Linked DNA regions of Mus musculus: regions 1 and 2 are each linked to region 3. The links are chromatin contacts, called in public Hi-C and promoter capture Hi-C maps. All regions are on one chromosome and are shown on one strand. The core of a region is the stretch at or near the end of the contact, and the rest is flanking DNA. Distances in the headings are between cores, read along the strand shown. Region 1 holds the start of Fbxo32 (F-box protein 32). Region 2 overlaps Zhx2 (zinc fingers and homeoboxes 2). Region 3 holds the start of Fam83a (family with sequence similarity 83, member A).

Region 1 (4,034 bases), core at 1,097-3,596, 230 kb before region 3:
GGTTTCTCCCTGGAAGGAGCCCCCTACATCTTTAATAACTGCATCCCTTAATTGTATTCTCTTGCCGATATCAGCTCTCCCCCCAAAAAGCTCAGCCCCAGCATTGCCTCATCTCTTAGCCTGGTTGGTGTTTTAACATTTGTTTGGGATCTTCTGCGGGCCTTTTACAAGCCATTTTTATTATTGCTGCACTAATAAATTATTTATGGTGGGAAACCAAACTCAGAAAATCCTGGCTACTTGAAGACAGACTTTATTAAAAACATCTCCTTCCCCCTTGCAACACAGAACCCACAAGACACACTCGGTTCCTCGGCCTATCCAGCCTCAAGGCACAGTAGAAGAGACACTGCCACTGGCTACAGAGGCAGGGCTGTGGAAGAAAAGAACTGGAAGCTAATTCTCTAGCATGCTTTTATTTCTCTGCTTCTGCCCAGTGCCACCGTAGGTCCAGATGAATGTGACTTCCCAGGTCTGACTAGTAATGATGGGAGGCCAGAAGTCACCCTAAAGCAGTAGTCACTTATTCACACAAGAATTGCCTATGGAGAGACTGGTGAGTTGATTTGGTAGAGAGATATCATAAGACCCAAAAATTAACCTGCAAGCCCCACCGGCCAAAGAACAAGGACTAGGTAATTCCTTAGAATGCTGGGAGTTGTAGTCCTTGGAAAATATCAAAGCCACCTGGGAAAATACAATGGCCTTCAAAGCCTCTGTAAAACATGTCTAGGGGCCGCCACGCTGGGAATTCCAGAGAGTGGTCCTGACCAAAATTTATCCTGGTCAGTATTTAATTAAAGCTTGCTTCAAATTTGCCTCAACGTGGTAGAATTGCCCACCCCCTCCCCGTGCAAATCACGATTAACAGTGTCTCCATGGACACAGTGCTTGATGAACAGTCTTGAGGACCTGAGCTCAGACCCCCAGCACCCATGCAAACAAACAAACAAACCAACCCATTAAAGCACCTATATCTTTATCCTGGTGCTGGGAGACAAAATCCAAAGAATCAGAGGTTCATCGGCCTGCCAGTACAGACAATAGAGAGCTCCAGGCTCAGTGAGTCTGACCCAAAGATAAATAGGGACAAACGTGAGCAAGGAAGACACCTGACATTGACCTCTGCCCACCGCGGGCACACAAATGCACACTCTCTCAGAGGATGGAGGAAGATGGGATGGTTATGAATGGCCAATTCTGTGCCTGGTGGTAAGGCACTGGGCTGAGATGTCTCTAGACTAAAAGGGAGTTATGTTCTGCATAACAGGGAGGATCGCTCTGAGTTGAGAAGTAGCATAAGACCCTAGGTAATCACGGACTTAACCCTCTCTGAGGACCCCACAGCCTTTCACCTGAAAAACAGACTGGCCACCCCCTCGTGTTAGGAGAGATAAGCTCTTAACAGACTCTCTTCCCTTTCTGAAGCGGCCGTGAAACCCAGGAGGACTTTATAGCTAGAAATCAGAGAACACCAGGAATTGAACTCTGCGTAAAGGAAGAGAAAGAAGGGTTCCTGTGGTTCCACAGCCAAAAAAGCCCAACCCTGGGGCACTGGAGCAGCGAGTGTAGCCTGAGACTCCTTCCTGACTCCACGACCCTGGAGGCTTTGTTCTGAGCCAGGCGCCTCGACGCCAGCGCTGCTTGCCCAGAGTCCCTCAGAGTGGGACCCAAGACTGTCTCAGCTCTTCACTTCAACGCCATGGGGTCCGGACGCTGCGGGGGCCTCTTCTTTCCCCTTCCTTTGCCACTGGGGTAGTCGAGCTTGACAGCAAACGCATCAAATGACAGCTTTAAGGCGGAAGGAGTGGGGGTAGTCCCTCCCCGCCCCTACCGCACTGGGTCCCCTCTTTCACTTAGCACACCCTGGCGCCTGGAGTCGGTACTGGCAGTAAGAGAGGTTCAAAGAATGCACCCCTACCCGTCCCCAGACGTTCTGGCCTCCCCCAAGGCTGATCTGCCTGCAAAGATCGGTCCCGCAGCTTCCAGACCCTCTGGGACTGACAGTTCCCAACTCTCTAGGCTTCCTTGCTACACCCTGCTTGTCCGGGACCCGTAGAGGGGACCTAGTGCCGAGTGCAAGACCAGGATCTTGGTGGCGACAGCTACGCCTGATGGGGGAGTAGGGGAGGTGCAGAGGTGCCAGGGCACCGAGGGTCAGCGGGACATCTGGCCTGGCCATGCGGCTTCAAGTTTCCACGGACGCAAGGTTGTGCAACTGCGAGCAGAGCGAGAGCCGCGGGCGCCTCGGAAAACAAGGCGAGCCTATAAACAAAGCCACGTGGCCTCGGGGCGCGGGGGGGGGGGGGCGGGCTAAGAGCAGGCGGCTCTTCCGGCAACAAAGAGACGGGGCAGCGGCCCGGGATAAATACTGCGCTCGGGCAGCCGCTCAGCATTCCCAGAGTCAGGAGGCGACCTTCCCCAACGCCTGCGCCCCTGTGAGTGCAAGGATCCCCGCGCCCACCCAGGATCCGCAGCCCTCCACACTAGTTGACCCACTCTTGTCCCGGTCGCCGCCTGCGTCGTTCCCCAGCATCTTCCCAACGCGCCGCATACCCTGGGCAAGCCAGGCCGGTTCCTGGCTGTCAATCCGTCCCGTCCGTCGGTCGCGTCCGCGCTCTGTACCATGCCGTTCCTTGGGCAGGACTGGCGGTCCCCGGGCCAGAGCTGGGTGAAGACGGCGGACGGCTGGAAGCGCTTCTTGGATGAGAAAAGCGGCAGCTTCGTGAGCGACCTCAGCAGGTGAGGACATTCGCCGACTTCCAGCCCCACAAAACTGATTTTAGCTGGTCGGGGACGAGGGGGAAGTGCACACCTCAGGGGCAGGTGAAGGAGGGCAAGCAGGTCTGGGCCAGAATAAAGAGGGGGCTTCCGACTGAAGGGACAGGAGTGAGGTGCCGGGATTTCGGTAAAGGTCGCCAGAACCCGAGAGATGGGTAATTTAGTGTCTCCTCCTGATCAAGGACAGTGTCTCCCAGCAGAAAAGATCCCATACAGAACCCAGGATCCCTCAATCTGGCAATAGGGGATTATGTCCCTAAACACTTGAACACAGGCGCACAACTCATGGACTCTTCCTTTAGATCCCGCAATTGCAGTCACTGTTTTAAGTGGGTGCTAGCGACTTGGCTGTTTGCCTTTCACTGTCCTATGACAGGACCCCAAGAGTACAAGAGCGGTAGTAGTCACAAGCCGGATGACGGGCCCTGCCATGAGTGCTTGAAGGCTCTTCCCACGCGCAGTCGACGGCTGAGTGGGCCGAGAAAAAAAAAAAGTGACTGGGAGGGGCAGCCGATGGGCCCCGGGACAGCTTGCGGAGTGGGTCGTTGTGGTAACGCTTAGGGGCTGCGGAGGGAGGCAGGGAAGAAATGCAAGAACAGTGCTCTGCTTCAGGAAGGACCAGACACTTGCACCTGTTTCCTCCGTGGCCCTTTCGGTCTTTATACCGTGAGCACACTCCCATCCTTAGTGGTGCCTGCCCGCTGCAGAAAGACCACCCAGACTTGAAGTTTCACCTGAGCTCCGCTGTCTAGTGAAATCTGAGGTCAGAACAAGTGCCCACTCATAGAGTATCAGGTCAAGAATCAATCCCCAGCCTGGACAGCTGACTCCCTGAGACACCTGAGGAACCGACAGAAGTTTGTTTGGAGGCGCTGGTGCAGTTGAAGTCACCTTTCGGTGCTCTCTCCTCCCACTGTCCTTTGATTAACACACACACACACACACACACACACACACACACAACCTGCATCCCTAAGCTGACTTCAACAGAGACTTTTGTGAGTGTGCCAGGTGACGCTGAGTGAGATTTGCCAATGGTTGCTTGAATAAAGGTTTGGTAATTAATTATCAAGAAACCAGTGGGACCTCCAGGGCCTCCCATTTGTTTGTGATTTGTAATGCTTGAATTCCCTTTGTCTCCTAATGAGGTGAAACAGTTCCCTGAACTTAGGGCCTTCCAGGAGAATCAAATATATTAGCCTTGTGTTAGGTCCTTTTTTTTTTTTTGCAAGTCCCAGGGGAGTTTAGAACAC
Region 2 (4,568 bases), core at 424-2,923, 190 kb after region 3:
TCTCCATATGGTCTGATTCCATTTCTGTGACATCCAGAATGGACAGGTCTACAAAGGTGGAGAGAGAGAGAGAGAGAGAGAGAGAGAGCGCACATTGGCCTTCAGGAGCTGGGCTGAGGCAGCAAGTATGGAAGGAATCAAGTTATAATGACAGGAGTTTCTTTCTGGAGTGATAAGAACCTTCTAAAATTGGGTAGTGGCCACACAGCTCTGTGTATATTGAAAGTTGCTCATTAGATCATTTTTGATGAATGGAGTGTATGGTATTGATGCCCGAGGAGTCAAGATGTCTGACTCCACACACATGATGTCCACACAGGCACCACCCAAGGCACTCAGTAGAATGCTGAACTGATGGACACACAAACCATCAGGGAGACTGAAGTTCTTACACCAATCCTATAATATGCCCTATGTGTTTTGAGGCAGCTCACTGAACTCTCAACCCCTGCTGTAAACCAACCTTCATCTGTAAAACCAGGATAACATGGAGACATCCTTTGGGAATTGTGCTGGAACTGAAGATCCCATGGAACGCCCAGGACAGAGCTCTGAATAATGACCAATGAGAGCAGTGTGGCTTTCACTGGGGACTGCTTCTCCCTACTGTGTGTGAGAAAGGACTGGGTTTTGAGGAGCCCAGAAGAGGTGCTCTGCATGGCAGACAAGGACAGAAGCTATCAGATCGCAAAGGGGGCTTTGCCAAAGTGGGAAGACAGATGCTTATAGGGTATATAAGTGGTACAAGTGGGGGTGTTCCTAGGGAGATTAGAAGGACTTAGGCAAGAGAGAGCCTATGTCTTTAAAGATCTCCCTGACCCCAGGAGGAAGATATATGGGAGGAAGAAATGAAAAACTCCCAGCCGAGGCAAGATTTATGTGATGGCTTATATTAGAGAGAGACAGTGGAGGGTGTGGGAGGTAAGAATACACCATGTGGGTACCTCCCAGGCTTCTGCCTTGGGTAAGAGGGGACCAGGTGGAAAATCAGGTTGGGGTAAGTGGGACAAGAGAAAGAGGGGGCAGGAGGTGACTGAGTATGATGATATTAAAATTATTTTCAGAAACTCCCAAGTATACAAATCTGTAAACAGTAATGAGTATTCACAAAGTTGCCCCTCCCCCTTTTAATGTTAGTTGCTTTCAACTAAATTTAGACCCTTTGGTTACAGAGCTCAAATTTTAAGCCTCCACAAAGGTAAGTTCTAAGCCCCTTGTTGGCTCAGTGCCACAGATTTCTGGAACCCAGAAGAAGAAGTTTTCAATGATAGAGCAAGTTAGAACCAAGTGAGCCATGGAAGGGAGGAAGCCATACAGGAAACTTGAGACAGCAATTCGTCTTTCAGCCCCACCAGGCCAGGCAAGTTCCCAGCTGCCCACAGGAGTTCAGGGAGGCCTGGGGAGTACACTTGGGGTAGAGCCAAGTGCACTCGGGAACAACCTTCAGTTTTGGAAGGTGTGAGCCAGGCTTCAGAGCAGAGTGCTCTTAACAATTAATTCTGGAGCCTCAGTCTCTGATTCCTGGGTGCAGTGAGGGTGCGGGGTGGGGGTGGGTAAACATTCATTGCAGCAGCGTCAGGCCAAACTGAAAGGAAGTCAACAGGAGCCAGGGCTTCCCTCTCAAGCAGCTCTTCCGGTTTATGCGTTTATGCGGAAGTGTTTCCTCAGGTTTCCCTGCCCCCTTTGTGTTCGTCCCCAGCTGCTTGCTTTGTGTCCTCCTGGCTGGGAAATGTCTCTCAAAGGCTGAGTGTTAGTCTTTGTGACCAGTCTGTGAAGCTGTTGGGAGGCGGTGCAGTCTTTAGGAGGTGGGAGGCTGGTTGGAAGAAGTTAGTTCACTGACACCGTTCCCCCTCTGAGAGGTGATTAGCTCTCTTCCACCACATTCCTCAGCAGGATACCCACCCAGCCCTTCCATGGCGCATAAACATCTGACCCCAGGGACCATGGCCTGGAACCAAGGAATTCAGAAGCCAAACGTTTTTTTGTCTTTTAAAGTCGATTTCCTCAGGCATTTTGTCACAGCGACAGAAAGCTGACTAGCACACACACAGAACTTGTGGGCCTCTGAACTGATTTACAACCATAGGCCAGGCAAGGATATGGACAGCTCTTCCATCTTCTGCTGTCTGTCCTTCAGTCCTATTATGACATCCAAGGCAAAACCTTAAACCATCTGGGGATCATACAGAAATGCACCAGGAGGCATTAAAATCAGGTTGGCTGAGATAAACAAATCAAAATGACCTGCCCATGTTTGGAATGCTGTCCCAGGCTTGGAGCTGGGCTCTCCCCTGCCTAAGTGGCCACCACTATCCCTTCTGATACAGTACGTATGACCCACACTGTGGAGATCTCCAATCTTGTTCAGTCTTCAGGGCATACCATGGGGCATGCCTCTGATTTCTAGCTGAGAGGGCCCACTCTGACTACAGAGAGCTGAGAGCATCCAAACAAAGCAGTGGGAGAGCCCTGATCTAATGCTGGCTGGTCGACTTCTATAGAGATCTGCCTGCTTAACTTTTTCAAGGGGTGTGTCTCTCTATCTGCTACCTGCCCATTAGTCGTATAGTGGTCTCATTTGAGTTATCAGGCTGGTGTCATAGTATTTCACCATTGGTATACATGGTTTGAAATTATCCACAATTTCAAGTGCACAAGGGATCTCGGAACTTGTCCTGGCAGGTAAAGGGGAACTATGGTAGCTTGAGTGGTTTTTAGCTCTATCATCTCTCTCCTGTCTGGGACTATGACGACAGGATTGTCACACCTTCTGTGATGGCCCCACAGGTCCCCAAGGCTCTGTGTAAGTCTCTGCAGTCTGTCTTCTTAGGTTCTAGCCTTTCTATATGCATTTTGAAGGGCGTGGTCGTTTTTGTCTGGCCCCTCTGTTTGGGTGATGAGCTCAGCTGGTGAAGTTTGTTTGTTTTATTTTTTCAGTTCTAAAATGTCCTCAGGAATTTTTCTATTATCCATACATTCGATGAGATTTTGCATCTGCTCACATCTGGGATGTATGTTTATAATTTCTCACTGAAGTGTTTTTATAATGGCCACTTCGTAACCACTGTCAGTTCTTACTCTTCTGTTATTCTAATGTTGCCTTTCTTGTCTCTTCATAACTCACTGTGGGATATTCCTGATGGATTATGTTGAAATTAAAACCTCATTATGAGGTATGGGATCTTACTCAAACCTTCGATTCAGCTTGCTTTCTTTGACACTCTTCTATCAGGAGAACGGAGTGTGGCCAACTCAGTGCTTCCAAGTGAAGCTCAGGGTCCTTATGTGGTCCTCATGGACTCTCAATGGGCAGCCTCCTTGTTACTTGGAAGGGGTGAGTAGTGCAGTGGTTTCCATGGATAACCCCCTGTCTGGAGCCACTGTGCATGTCAAGTTTTTGTTTCCACTCAGCCAATAGGTATAGCCTTCCAGGAGGTAGTGAGAGATTCCACTCTCTACCTTTATCTTACTCTCTGACACCACACTGGTGTCAGAAGGAAGGGTGTCAAATGAATGAAGGGGAAGGGTGGGGGCTTGCTACAGCCCACTGAAGGTGTAAGATTGGCTTCCTCCTTCATTCAGCTTTTGCTGATGGAGCAAAGTCTAGGTCACGGTTTTCTCTGGAGCATCTGGAACAAAATGGAACTGTCTAAAATTCTTCTATGTTGCTGGATCCTTCACTTGGACACAGCTAACATTTTACTCCTATTTTGCTTTAAAAAAAGAGTGTTTGTGTTTGTGTGTGTGTGTGTGTGTTTGTGTGTGTGAGAGAGAGAGAGAGAGAGAGAGTGGGGGGGGGAGAGAGAGAGAGAGGGAGGAGGGAAGCAGAGTGTTTCACAGTGTGCATGTGAAAATCAGAGTGCAGCTCTGGTTTGCTTGTTTGTCAGTCTTTGCTGTTCACCTTGTTTGACACAGGGCCTCTTATTGTTCTCTGCTATGTAGGCCAGGTTAGCTACCCTGAGAGCCATGAATAAATTCTAGTGTAGCACACTTCTCACCTCTGGCCCGAGTTTCTGGTCAGTTAGCATCAGCCGTGGGACAGGAACAGATCCCATTTCATCGACAGGCATGATGGGAAAGCCTTATCAAAGGGGGCTGACGTCATCAGCCTAGCCCAGAGGTTCTCAGTAGTGGGTAGTTTTGCCCCTTCAGGGACATGCCACAGTGTCTGGAGACATGTTTGGTTGTCTCAAGGCGGGGCTGAGTATGTGCTATTAGCATCTAGTCAGAAAAGGCCAGGGATGTCGCTGCCATTCCCACAATCGATGCGGTAATAATGCATGTAATAAAGTATCAGCGAGCCCACAGTGCTAAAGGGGAGAGACCTCAGCTGTCCAGACTGTTCCCACTGGGCATGGACCAGTCGTTTGAAAGAGGAGGCACCACTCAACAATTAAACTGGGCTTTATGAGCACTCATTTCCAGAGAGCAGCACAGGTCATAGGGGAGAGAAGGAAAGGAGCGTTCATGGCCAGAAGAAGGCCTGTTAGTTTAGAAACACGTTCTACAACAGTGATTTGAGAAGGTCTGAGCGCTTGTCCCACACAGCCAGCTGGGCAGCTTAGTAA
Region 3 (4,187 bases), core at 1,435-3,934:
TCTGCTTGCCTGTCTCCATTTGCCTGCCTGCCTGCCTCTCTGTCTCTGTCTCTGTCTCTGTCTCTGTCTGCTTGCCTGTCTCCATTTGCCTGCCTGCCTGCCTCTCTGTCTCTGTCTCTGTCTGCTTGCCTGTCTCCATTTGCCTGCCTGCCTGTCTCTCTGTCTTTGTCTCTGTCTTTCTCTCTGTGTGTGTTATTGGCATGTACACTCATACAAGCTTTGCGTGTCTGAAGGATATAACAAAGTCAGCCTGCAGGTGTCTAGTAGGCAATAAAAATGGGTGAAGCTTCAGTAGGCTCAGGCCAACAGGGAGATTTAGGGAACTGTGGCAGAAGCAACCCAGTCAAAGAGGTAACTAAAACTTGCTCCAGAGGACACAGATCTTCCTACCTGCTAAGTGGACCCAGAAGTCCACACTTTTAGGTGAAACCTTCTGATTTTCAAGTGTCCTAAAATCAAATGTTGTGTCATACAAAGGACATCAGTGGGGCTTGGGTGGGGATACCCTGCCACGTGGGGAGATGGAAGCAGGGAGACTCAGACAGGAAGCTGGACTTCCCAGCTAACCTTGGCTACTTTCCAGGGTGTTGCACTGGCCTTGGAGTCTGGGCTGTAGCCAAGGAATCCCTGTGCACTGGCCCCATCCTCAAGAGAGCAGAGCTAGTACACTTAGCAATAGACCAAAAGGAATCTCAGTTCATCATGGCGGCTGTGCCCCAGGAGGTCAAGGCACTTGCCTGAGATGTCACAGGGTAGCCCTCCTGACAGTCTGCCTGGGCCCTTCTGGGCCATCATGTCATGAAGTACCAGTTCCCAAGCAGCCCTGCCACACAGTAGCTCCACCCAATGCCACCTTCTACTTAAATTTCCAGAACTCTGCTTCCCCACAGTCCTCTTGGTGGCTTTCCCAAAAACTTTAGAATTGCATACAATGTTGTGACCCTGGGAGGGGATCCAGTCATGAGCCCAGGACCATAGCCAGGAGTGAACACAAAAATCAATGTGTACTTTGAGACAGAGACCAACACACACACACACACAGACACACACACAGACACATACACAGACACACACACACACACACACACACACACACACAGAGAGAGAGAGAGAGAGAGAGAGAGAGAGAGAGAGAGAGATGTCTTTATGATGACCCTCCCTCCCATACTGGGGATTGAACTTGGGGCATCTATGCTAAACAGGCCCTCTACCACAGAGCCACACCCCCAACCGTGGATGACAGATTTCTCTCCTCCTTGGAGTTCACTTTCTCTCCCTTGCCCCTCTGCAGTTTCAGGAAAGAGGGATGGGTACCCACAACCCTGTGTACTTGGGAAAAAAAGAGATAGCAGAGAGTAACCCTCTCTACCCAGCCCCCAGTTGACACTGGCAACCACTGCAGACATGCAGAGGCACTGGGAACTCCTGCCCCATTGGCCCCAATGCCTGAGGTCCTGTCAGCTGAGGCCCTGTTCAGAAGGACTTTCCAGAGTCTAAGTAAAACATGGGCTGTCCGGGGAGAGGGGAATTTTCTCTGACCCTCTCCCTGCCTCACTTTCTGCTTCGATAGAGCTGCCTGATACAGGGGCTACAGGGTGACCTGTGGGCAACTAGATCTAAATAGAGGCTGAGAGGACAAAAGGACAAGGATATGTCCTAGTGAAGTCCCCTCGCCCATTCATCTGGAAGCACTAACGAAAAAAGAGCACGAACCGGAGTGAAAAGCAGGGATGGTTCAGGGACAGACAGAGTCTCCAAAGTCCTGAAGCCAGAGGCCAGAGGCTTGAGAATATGCAGGGGACTCGGGGGTGAGTGGCAAGCAGTAGGAAAAAGGAGTTGGGGAGCCAAGGAAGGGATTTATCCTTCCCACACGAGAGACTATAGTGCCAGGGATAGGTGCTAGTGGCGCAGGACCCAGGTTGTATAGGGATCAAGGGTCTGTGCTCCTGGGCAAGCCTGTGAAAACAGCATGCAAGCCCCTAGCTCTATCTAATCCCCGCTCCATCCCGCACAGCACTAGGCAGACCTCAGCTCTGCGTGGGTACCTGGCTGGCCCGGGAGATGCAGCGGCGGACCAAATCTCTGATGTTGTTGTGTTTGTCCATTTGGAAGTAGATGGTGGCACTGGACTTTTCCTTCAGGTAGGGCTTCTCAGCCAAAGTCCAGGTGTGCAGCAGAGCTGGCTCACTGCCTTCCGAAGCCACAGGGAAGTAGGTACCTGATTGTAAAGAGCAGGAGTCCAGTCCTCTGGGTCCTGACTCAGCCCCTCCGGCAGAATCGGGGGCATCAGGGGGCTCCTTGGCCTGGGCCTGGATGTACTGGGCCTCCGCTGAGGACAGGAAGTCTACCTCTCCTTCCTGACTGAGGGCGCGCCAGTAAGCCTCTGGACCGCCATCCAAGAGGGCATCTGTGGCCAGCCGGGCGCTCTCATTATCACTGAAGTCAGCTCTGGCTGGCCGGGTCCACTGGTTCTTGACATCTTCCAGACGTTTCCGGATCTTGCCCACATGCCTTGACCGACTCATGCTGCTGTGTTGCTCAGTCGTGGAGGGGTGGCCAACCGCGGAGCTCTTCCAGACGTAGGAAGAATGCGGACGACACCAGGGAGGAATAGGGCTCCCAGTATTCCTAGGAAGCTATGGGCTTCCCATACTGGCTTGCCGAGTTCCTTCCTCCCCTCTTGCCTACTTGGAGAAATGGTTCTCACTGCCCCAACAATGCTTCTTGGGGATCCTCACCTGCAGCCCAGGGATTGGCTTATCTCCGAGAGCCACCACCCTGCCCACAAGTCAGAGGGCTGGATCAGTCATTGCCTTGGCACAGTCAACCATGGGATATTTCCTCCGCTTCAGCCTCAGGCTGAGCCGGCTTTCCCACTTGGTTGCACAACACTGAGGGCCTGGAACCCTCCGGCCTTTGTTACAGTGAGGAGCTACTCCTCCAGCCCCACAGAACCAGCCCAAGGGATAGACAGGAGCAAGGAGGACTGGGCACAGGTCCCCTTTGTGCTCCCTGGCTCAAACTCCGTTGGGTTCATATAAGGCCAACGAGAACTTCCCCAGGAACCCCCTCTTTTTCTTGCCCACCCCTTCCCTGTCCCGTGAAAGAGTGTCTGTCTAGTATTTGCTATTGACCTGTTTGTTCAGTCTGCACAGAGTTCCTAGGTCTGGGCAGTGTGCTGACCGTTTGGGGAGTATGGCTGCAAGTCAGGCTACTATTTCGTGGCCTGGGAACCCATAGGATCCATGTCGGGGCTGGAGGAGGGGTGCCATCTGTGAATGAACTCTGTGACCTCTGAGGAAGTAACCTGTGCTTTCTCTTCAGACCAGGTCCCAGACAGCTGTGGGATGGAACATCTGGAAGCCTGACTGGCTTCGATTGGGCTCCGCAGGAAACAGGCTAGGAAGAGGAGCTGAGCGCAGGCATCTTGGAAGAGGACTCCAGAAAGCAAAAGTGGAGAGGGCCATGGGGAGTTGAACGGCACAGGAAAAAGATGCTTGTCTTGGGCAGGTTGACTCGTGGGATGAGGTAGTGACCATCTGGAGTTCATGAACATGATAGGACACATGGGGGTGGGGGTTCGGTTCACTGAGAACTGTGTGATAGGAGAGTCACAGCCCAGTGTTCCTACCTGCCAGCCTGTCTAGGGCCTCTCATGCCGGGTTTACCCCAGCAGCCGGCCCGCCCGAGAGCCCACTGAGTGCTTGTGGTAACAAAGCTGCAGTTGGTTACAGGAAGCTCTAACTGCGGGAGGGATGACACCGGGGCACAGAAGCCTGGCACTGGCAGTGCCTGCTAAGGACCTGTGCCAGGGAAATCCAATCTTGTGCTGTCAAGGAGCCAGAACCCGGGAAGAGCCTGATGCCTCTGGGCCATTGCCACTCTCCGAAGGAAGGCAGAGCTAGACTTCTAGGACCGTAGAGAAGTGGCCCAGGTGACTTGGTCCAGCAGGATGGTCTCAGTGTTTAAATCAGAGTGCAATTCAAAAACAAGAAAAGCAATTTAAAAAGGAACGTCTTTCCTCTTAGGACAGACTACGAAGGAACCCAATTCGCAATCTCAGACAAGCCTCCCCTTGTTCTAGCTTCTCTCCTCCCTTGGTCCCTGTTCCCCGAGGACAAACCCATTAATCCCTCCTTGGCTCTCTGCCCTCTCTCTTCTTGCTCCTGGAAGTGGACCTGCTCCTC

Evidence for each region. Promoter capture Hi-C pulls out the DNA fragments that hold promoters and counts their contacts. Hi-C and Micro-C count contacts between places; a contact is called where the count stands out from the background.
Region 1: a promoter capture Hi-C map of liver shows a contact between it and region 3, with 2.0 times the contacts expected there. A contact is called at or near these places in 1 of 39 promoter capture datasets (liver), 4 of 484 Hi-C or Micro-C datasets (CD4 T cells, CD8 T cells, granulocyte-monocyte progenitors and 1 more) and 2 of 130 datasets of targeted methods (pancreatic cancer cells and thymic regulatory T cells).
Region 2: a Hi-C map of nephron progenitors shows a contact between it and region 3, with 2.4 times the contacts expected there. A contact is called at or near these places in 1 of 484 Hi-C or Micro-C datasets (nephron progenitors), 3 of 130 datasets of targeted methods (the SCID.adh cell line, bone marrow-derived macrophages and embryonic stem cells) and 4 of 9 other capture datasets (adipose tissue, embryonic stem cells, liver and 1 more).

The regions. Positions count from the first base shown.
Region 1 is chr15:58,213,204-58,217,237 of GRCm38.p6, reverse strand. It overlaps Fbxo32 (F-box protein 32), which reads left to right and starts at 2,346. Exons shown (of 9, transcript NM_026346.3): 1 at 2,346-2,742. The coding sequence starts at 2,627.
Region 2 is chr15:57,790,261-57,794,828 of GRCm38.p6, reverse strand. All of the region lies in intron 2 of Zhx2 (zinc fingers and homeoboxes 2), which reads right to left. Among named protein-coding and RNA genes, the nearest start is that of Zhx2, 98 kb to the right of the region's middle.
Region 3 is chr15:57,984,400-57,988,586 of GRCm38.p6, reverse strand. It overlaps Fam83a (family with sequence similarity 83, member A), which reads right to left and starts at 2,684. Exons shown (of 4, transcript NM_173862.2): 1 at 2,046-2,684. The coding sequence starts at 2,525.